Linked DNA regions of Mus musculus: regions 1 and 3 are each linked to region 2. Evidence: chromatin contacts called from public Hi-C and HiChIP or PLAC-seq data. All regions are on one chromosome and are shown on one strand. Each heading gives the region's core, a stretch centred on a gene start, on an enhancer-like site or on the middle of the called end of the contact. The rest is flanking DNA. Distances are from core to core; before and after follow the strand shown. Region 1 overlaps Auts2 (autism susceptibility candidate 2). Region 2 overlaps Auts2 (autism susceptibility candidate 2). Region 3 overlaps Auts2 (autism susceptibility candidate 2).

Region 1 (2,700 bases), core at 145-2,644, 170 kb before region 2:
AGATGGCTCAGTGGTTAAGGGTGCTTGCTGCTCTCCCAGAAGACCTGAGTCTGGTTCCCAGAGGCCACATCTAATGGTCCACAACTACCTGTGGTCCCAGAACCAGGGGATCTGACGACCTCTTCTGGCCTCTATAGGTACTACACCCATGTGCAGATTTACACACACACACACACACACAAATAAAAAAAGTGTGTGTACCTGAAATTTTATGATAATGTGCTGTGACTCTTATTACAAAGGTGTTTCGAGCAGGACTGTGAACAATATTTAGAACAGCCAAGATCCCAGACAATCAAATAACATTCAATGACCAAAAAGCAAATGAGCTAACTAAATAAATAAACTGAATGTTCGAGTAGAAGCATTCTCAGCCAAAATACTAACCAGGAAGTATTCAGGATTTATATGCAGGGAAGAAAACATTAAAATTTAAAATAAAGGCACTTTGCGGGGCATGGTGGCACAGAGCTTTAATCCCAGCACTTGGGAGGCAGAAACAGGTGGATCTCTGTAAACTCAAGGCCATCCTAGTTTTCAACCAGAGATACATAATAAGCGAGAACTTGTCTCAAAACTAAGTAAACAAAAGGCCACTTGTTACACAGCATTAGCATCCTGAGTTTGATCACTAGGACCCACACATAAAGGTGAAAGGAGAGAGAGCATAGACTCCATCAAGTTTGAAATGAATAAATGAGAATAATGACATGGTTTGAAATCAGCTTCCTTAAGTTCTGTCTGGGTGTTATGTATGCCAAGCTAGGCAAACACTTGTACTGACTGAGCCACATCCCTAGCCCTGGCTTCCTCTTTGACCTAGAATTCAAGACTCAAGATTAATGAGCCTTTTTATGGTCACACTGACCCATTGCTAGGGGCCTGGCCTTCTCACACAAGGGGTAATTCTCTAACACAAATCAGATCAGGAAATCTCTTATCCTTTCCTTCAGTGTCTAAGGCTAATTTTTTTTCCCTAAATTACAATATTAACAATTTTTAACAATGAATCTGTCTCCAACGGGGCTTTTAAATTCCTTTTACCATTCTTGAAAAGCGCCATAAACTCCCAGTTGATTGAACGGAACACACAGCTTCATAAGAAGTTTGTTTGTGACTCATGGCGGGGGGAAATGCCAGCTGCAGTTGTGCTGGACATGAGTGCCAAACTCAGAGTGAAAGCTTTGGAAGGACCTGAGTCCCTCCTTGTACATCTTTCCTCTTTGAACTGGCTCCCCATCCCAAGGCTCTGCTGCCCCCTGCCACTTTCCCACAAGCCACTTTGTTCCTGCTCGGTTGCCTCCTGTGTAGCCCACTTAAGAGGACAGGCTGGAGGTAGCTAGAGGCGGCAGGGTGATTTATTGCCTAGCAGGGACTTCACTAAACTTCCCAAGTTGCTTTCTTTTTTTTTCCCCTTTGTACTTCTGAAAAATCAAACACAGTTCAAAAAGTAAACATCCCAAGTTGACATGGCAGCCCGAAGTCCAGGAAAAATGTCTCTTGTTAAATGTTTTGGCATGTAACACAATTTATGAGCATTCTCGATGTTTTGATTTCCCCCCTCCCTGGTCACTGTTATTCCTTACCCCCCAGAGTGAGGTGTGGAGAGATTATATTGGCTGGTTTCCATGGTGACACTGAAGAAAAGTAATCTTTGAAGGAGGTTTCTACTGTGTTATTTCATGTGCTTGGACCATCAACATCTATGCTGGGTGGCTGTTACCCCTAAATTCAAAAACGCATAAACGCTTGGCCTATTTCATGTAAATAGACAAGTAGAGGTGATATTTTCTTTGGTCTTGTGCCCACCCTCATAACAAAAGTCTCTCAGTTACCCAGGGCACCTGGGGGAAAAGGAACAGTTCTGTTTTGCTCACTGTTAAAGCCACCTCCTCGCCTCCGAATAACCATTAAGGAAGAAAAACAGCTCCAATTTAAAGTCTACCTCACCTCCAGCACCAGCCAGGGAGCAGAAGAAAAGTTTCCTTTGGGCCCCAGTTTGCTCACAACCCGAGTTAGAAAACCTTAGTGACTTCTTAAAAGTCTAGTATATTTGGGGTTCGCTGCGGCATGAATCCCTGTCAGCAGTCCTGGGTGGAACCTGGAACCGTCTAGACTCAAGGTTGGATTGCGTCCAGCCTCAGAGCTAAGGTGGCATAAAGGATGAATTTACGCACAAAGTTAACAGTGTTCTCCCCCTTTTTCCTATCACCCCGGTATGCTCAAGCACACACACACACACACACACACACACACACTGTACAAGACCTTACAGATCTTCAAATGGGGTACCATGGTCTTTAACAAGAACAGAGTAACCTGGAAGCGAATGGGGTAATAGTTCCATAGTCTTCCCTGTATGTATCTGTGAGCAGATGTTTTTATTGCACAATGAAACCAAGGATCCTGCATGATGAAAAAGCAACACGGGGAGTGCTGGCTCTGCTGTGGGACAGGATCGTGTCCATAGAAGCTGCCTTTACCTCCTTCATGTCCTTGGCTTCACACTGTCACAGTTAATAGTGATTGTCAATATCAGATCTGGAATCGCCTAAGATAGAATTCTCTGGGCATGCTCCTGAGAGGATTTCTAAATTGGGAGAAGATAACACCATAAATGTCGTTGGCTGGGGTCCTGGGTTGAGTGAAAAGGAAGCAAACGAATCAGCTGCGTTCAGCTCTCCCTGCTTCCTGACTGTG
Region 2 (2,700 bases), core at 142-2,641:
GTTACCATCCATGGAGCGAAGCTTTGACTTTGCTTTCCCTGTCTTTATGTTTGCTGCATAGAAGGGGAAGCCTCAGTCACCACTTGGCTGGTGTGAATGTATACACAAGTCGGATAGTTTGAGGAACTGTGCAGAGGGAAGGCAGTTCATGAAACCTACCGTGATTCGTGGGATGAGGGTTAGATCAAGATCTTTTTCTTCTAGACTAGGAACCCAACCTCCCATCCATGTCAGACAGTACAAAGATTATGTTATATTGTGCACCTACTGTGTGCCCAGAATCTGGACCTCCACCCCCATCTCAGAACCAACTCTTTGCATATGAGATTGGCCTAGAGGCAATTCAACCCCGGGCTACGGGCCTAGTAGCCTCTCCTTGGTTTAGAGCAAATCTCGGAAGCTGTAACTGCAAAAAGGACCGGAGCGTCGCGGTTCTTGCCCGTAGAGGGAAAGGCGCCATGGGGACCAGGGGCCGGTCCGCAACCGGAGGCGGGATGTAGTGGGAGCCACAGCTGTCAGTGTCGCACCCAGGGACTGCGCCCCCGCGGGGCCAACCGGGCGCCAGGGTGGAGAGGAGGGGCGGCGAGGGGCGGGGCACGTGGGGCGGGACGGAGGAGGGGCGGTGGCACCGGCTGGCGGCTCCGGCTGGGCGCGCCGAGAAGTCCCGCTCCGAGAGCCGCGAGCGCCAGGAGTAAGGCGCGCTCGGTACAATCCGGGCAGCGAAGTCCAGAGCGCGAGAGCAAGGGTGGGAGAAAGGGGTGTCCTCGCGTCACTACCAGGGACCCCCCTTCTCTCCCTCAATCCAGCCCCGGGTAGCCGGTGGCGCTGGCGGCGGGCCGCCTGATGGAGTTCACTTGAGCCAGGAACAGGCGGGAGAGGCAGGCCGGAGCGGAGCTAGTCCTGCGCGCCCCGTAGCAGCTTCAACCACAGCTTTCCACACCGCAGGCGGGCAACACCCGCGGCAGATTGCGACTCCCGGAGCGTGTCGGTGCCACGCCGCAGCGGGCCCAGGACCCATCAGATCAGCCCGCGGCGGTGCCGTACCGGCGGCACCCGCTGTTGGGGAGCCCGAGGCGGCCGCCGGGGAGCTGCTTTCGCCTCTGCCGCCGTACGCCCTCCTCCTCCTCCTCCTCCTCCCTCTCCCTCCTCCCTCCCTCCGCACATGGTCTCCTTTGTCCTGTCGCCGCCGCAGCCGCCTCGTTCTTAGCTCCGCGCGCCGCGGCAGCGGCTCCCGGGCCGCTGCTCTTCAGCCCTGCCAGGTCCCCAGGGCGCACCAAGTTGAGCCTCTGGTTTAAGCCAGCCGGTTCCCCGCGCGCCCCGCAGGAGCAACCAGGAGAGCGCGCGGGCCGGGCCCCCTCCCCATCTCCCCGCCACCCGCCCGGGACTTGGCTGCGTTGGATGTGCGCGCGCGGCGTTGACTCCTGGCTGCCGTGGAGGAGCCGGGTGCTGCTGCTGCTGGCTCTGCTGCCGTTTAGGATCCGGTTCGGATTTGGTTCGCGTGCCTCAGCTTTGAGACTTTGGAGAGGAATTAGCAAAACACACAGACTTGTGGACCTAGCCGGGCCGGCTGGAGTTGGGCGTTTTCTCTGCCTTGGGTTTTGGTTGCTCTCTCCCGGTGGTGTGTGGTGATCCACCCGGAGAGAACCTGACGGAGGACTCAAACCATGAACTTGGGGTTGACAAGACCGCCGAACCCCTGGCGACCAGGTAATGTTGCCCCACCACCACCACCGTTGGGGGGATGGGGTGGGGTGGCTGGCTCGCCTGCGGTCCGCGGTTTCGGGGGAGGAGGCAGGGGTCGAGGGGTCTTTTGTTGCGGCCGCAGCCGGGCCAGGGTGGTAACGGAGGCGGGCTGCTGGCGTCTGGCGGGCCTGGCCTTCCTCCCCCACCCCTCCCCCGCTCCCCTTTGTACTTTCCTAGCTCCCTGAGCTGGCTGGGCTCGGCCGGTGAGCCGTGAGTGCCTGCCGGGGGAGGCCCTAGCCAACAGAGGCGATCCCACCTCCGGGAGTGAACCCATAGCTCCCAAGGGAGATCCGCTGGACTCCTAGGCTGGGAATGCCCGCACCGGCTCGGGCTAGGAAGGGCTCCTTGGAGCGGCGCTGCCTGCTGACGGGTCACTGTCCTTGGGCTGAGCTCCGGGTCCCCGCCCTCCCGCTTGTGCGCACGCGGAGCCCGGGGAAGCAAAGGAGAGCTAGCTGGTGCAGGAACTCACCCGCGCCTAAGTTTCTAAGAGAATTGTCTTTGCACCTTCTTCCTGCGGGTGCCGTTTTGGAGAGCTACCTTAGCGAATTGAGTTTTAAGGGGTTCCGGGTACAGCTTCAAACATCTGGGACCCACCCGTGCGCACGGGAATTTTTTATTTCTTTATTTTTATTTGTTTTAACCAAACTGCTTTACCCAACTTTTCCTTCTACGCCAGCTACAGCTTCTAGACCATAAAAAGTATTGACATAAAAGGCAAATAGTACCCACCCTGCCGTAAAATGCCCCAAAGAGCATGTTTGTCTGGGAATTTTAGGTTGTGCTTCTAAGTGTATATAAAACTCATCAAAGCCAATCGAGGTGAGGAAATGAAATAGCAACTGATATTAAATTCTGTGCGGCTAAAGGTAATGGTTGCTGGAGAGAAGCGGGAAGGCATCCATGCGTCTGCCACTAGATCCACCGCACCTGCAGTCCTCATTGCTAATTTAAAAAGAA
Region 3 (2,700 bases), core at 110-2,609, 200 kb before region 2:
AAAAAAAGAAAAAAAGGCTTCTAGAATTATCTGGTGGAGGAGAAGGGAAAGAAAGGGGTATATATATGGCTAGAATCAAATTGACGGCTTGGTTTCCTTCTCAAAGGATGCTGAAGACTTCAAAGTATAAGGGTGTCATGGAGACTCTGCACTACGTAGTGTGTTTTTAGCTTAGTATCTGTGTTCCTCAATGTTGCTTTGTAAGCCTAGTTCCAGTTCGTCTTTGTGTGTGTGTGTGTGTGTGTGTGTGTGTGTGTTCACATGCACAAGCATACACCATACACATACAGACACACATGTGCATATATGAAGGCCTGAAGGTGATTTCAGACCTTTGTCTATCCTTCTTCACCTTATTGTTTTGTTACAGAGTCTCACTGAACCTAGAGCTAGCAAGATTGGCTTGATAGTGAGTCCCAAGGATCCTCCTCTTTCTGCCTCCCTAGAACTAGGATTATGTGCCACACCATACTTAGGTTTTTATTCTGGAGATCCAAACTTGGGTCCTCATCTTTATATGGCAAGGGCAAGCAGTTTAATAGCCAAGTTGTCTCCCCAGCCTCCCAATCATCTCTAAAAAAAAAAAATATACATCTCTAAACTAGATGCATGTCTGTAATCCCAGCACTCAGGATGGGGAGGTAGGAGGATTGGGCGTTCAAGTTCATCCCTGGCTACTTAGCAAATTCCAAGACACGTAAGTTATATGAGACTCTGTCTCAGAATTATAATAACAAAATAGTAAGACTGAATATGTTTTACTTGCCCAGGCAGTGTCAGGCAGTATTACAGGAACTGGCGATCCGATCATTTTGCTGCCTTTGCAGAGCTAAGGGTGTGGAGACAAGGATAGGAACACTGAAATACATGACGAATGGTAATGTCCATGTATGTGTTTTAGATGTTAAGGAATTAACTAGCAGGGAGGGCTGTTGAGCCGGAGGGCTGTGATGTGACAGTAAAGGCAGATCTTGGGGAGAAGGTGCATTCATGCGGTAGTTGAAGGTTGTGTGTGTGTGTGTGTGTGTGCGTGTGTGTGTGTGTGTGTGTGTGTGTGTGTGTGTGTAAATGTGTGAGGGGTTGGGAGTATGAGAAGAGCATTCCAGATGTACCATAAAATTCCTGTGGAATGATGGAAGGGAGTTGCCAGACCAGCAGGAACTGGGGACAGAGGGGAAGCTGCATGTCCTTGCCCTTGACAAAGATCCTATAGGTCAAGACCCAGGGGTCTTTATTCTCGAAAAAAAATAAACCTTAAGGCCAGAGAGATGACTCTATGCCATGCAAGCATGAGGACCTGAGTTTGGCTGCCCAGCACCCCTGTGAAAAGCTAAATATATTGCATGCTTGAAAGCCCAGTTCTGGAAAGGCAGAGACGGGAAGCTTCCTGGGGCAGGGTAGCCAGATCGGTGAGTGATAGGTTCAGTGAGACACCCTGGCAGTGTGGTGAACGTGGAGGACTCAGAGTATTCACCGACAAGCACAACTGATCTCTGGATGATACAGTCTATGTGTAGAGTACTGACACATTCTTTAAAGTAACCAGCAGCCATTAAACGTCTACTGGCTAATGGGGACAAGAGGTGCAGGGATTAGGGGGAGGAAGGCTTTGTTTAAGTGGCTTTAGGAAAGTCACCACCTGTAACCAACATTTCAGCACATTAGCATGCATTTTCAGGTCAGTGTACAGATACTGTAAGTAGAACCAGACATGTTTGCAAAGGGAAAAAAAAATGAGTTTCGCAGGTCTGGCCAGCTACTGTTGGGATCCCTCTGCCGCCTCTGATTCAATCAGATATCACCGAAAGTGACTCAGATTTGCCTTTCATGTTAGTCCCATAAGCCCTCTAGTTGAACGCTGTCTTTATGGAGCCGGATGGAGAGAAATTAAGTCTCAGAGTAGTGGTGCTGCATTGGGTATCAGGGGGCTTCATCCATAAACTCCATGGCTTATAAGATGTGTGTCCTTCCCGAGGCCCTGGAGCTGTTGAGTTGGCTCTTTCTACTCTGTGTGTGAACTTTTTATTTCACTTTAATGTAGTTAGACAACCTAGATATTCATGCCTAGGCATCTGTTTTTCATTAACCCAAATAACATGTGATGCTCATACAGGGGGAGGAGATGGGAAGGAATGGGAAGGTGGGCAAGCCAAGCATCTTCTCACAGCTTCTGTGAATCATTTTATATCTTGCTAGTCTTTAAAACATGCTCCGCACATAGATTCCAGCTTTATAAGAGTGGCCCAGTACATTCAGCTTGTAACCAGCATCAATGTAAGCCTGTTTTAAATAACCACAATGGCTCGGCTACAGCCTGGAATGGTTAGCAAACCTCTCGGTGTTTATGGGCCCTGCTCTTCATTGGTTCACTGTGGAAGACTGGCTTGATCCGTTTCTGTGAATTCTATCAATGCTTTAATTTAAGCACAACTCTGTGTGCGTAGGTGTTTGCATATGGCTATGCATCTACTCTTGTGGGTACCTGGAGAGGCCAGAAAAGAGCCTCATATCCCCTGGACTAGATTTGTGGCTGATAGTATTAAATCTGTCATGGGTGCTGGAAACTGAACTGGGCTTCTCTGTGAGAACAGTCACACTCTTAACAGTTGAACCATCTCTCCAGCCCCAACAATTTGGGTTTTTTAAGACACCCCAGGGGTGATCTTCTCAAGGTGATACTTTTGTTTTAATTTTCATGAA

Evidence for each region. Hi-C and Micro-C count contacts between places; a contact is called where the count stands out from the background. HiChIP or PLAC-seq counts read pairs in DNA pulled down with a chosen protein or histone mark.
Region 1: an H3K4me3 HiChIP or PLAC-seq map of embryonic limb bud shows a contact between it and region 2, with 5 times the contacts expected there. The contact joins two enhancer-like sites. A contact is called at or near these places in 12 of 484 Hi-C or Micro-C datasets (the HL-1 cell line, the N1E-115 cell line, cerebral cortex and 6 more), 12 of 115 datasets of contacts at active chromatin or transcription factors (craniofacial prominence, differentiating embryonic stem cells, embryonic forebrain and 9 more) and 1 of 9 other capture datasets (embryonic stem cells).
Region 3: a contact with region 2 is called in a Hi-C map of the N1E-115 cell line, with 2.4 times the contacts expected there. The contact joins two enhancer-like sites. A contact is called at or near these places in 4 of 484 Hi-C or Micro-C datasets (the N1E-115 cell line, Sertoli cells, cranial neural crest and 1 more), 15 of 115 datasets of contacts at active chromatin or transcription factors (craniofacial prominence, differentiating embryonic stem cells, embryonic basal ganglia and 11 more) and 1 of 9 other capture datasets (embryonic stem cells).

Annotation. Positions count from the first base shown.
Region 1 is chr5:131,710,070-131,712,769 of GRCm38.p6, reverse strand. The region is part of intron 5 of Auts2 (autism susceptibility candidate 2); the gene reads left to right. Among named protein-coding and RNA genes, the nearest start is that of 4930563F08Rik, 170 kb to the left of the region's middle. Within about 2 kb of position 1,394, at least 22 of the 459 cell types and tissues checked have an H3K27ac peak or open chromatin away from gene starts, as enhancers often do. A contact at or near this core is called in embryonic limb bud, muscle stem cells and pancreatic cancer cells, where this site is marked.
Region 2 is chr5:131,536,667-131,539,366 of GRCm38.p6, reverse strand. All of the region lies in intron 5 of Auts2 (autism susceptibility candidate 2), which reads left to right. Among named protein-coding and RNA genes, the nearest start is that of Gm29681, 120 kb to the right of the region's middle. Within about 2 kb of position 1,391, at least 172 of the 459 cell types and tissues checked have an H3K27ac peak or open chromatin away from gene starts, as enhancers often do. A contact at or near this core is called in the N1E-115 cell line, embryonic limb bud, muscle stem cells and 1 more, where this site is marked.
Region 3 is chr5:131,734,785-131,737,484 of GRCm38.p6, reverse strand. All of the region lies in intron 5 of Auts2 (autism susceptibility candidate 2), which reads left to right. Among named protein-coding and RNA genes, the nearest start is that of 4930563F08Rik, 140 kb to the left of the region's middle. Within about 2 kb of position 1,359, at least 3 of the 459 cell types and tissues checked have an H3K27ac peak or open chromatin away from gene starts, as enhancers often do. A contact at or near this core is called in the N1E-115 cell line, where this site is marked.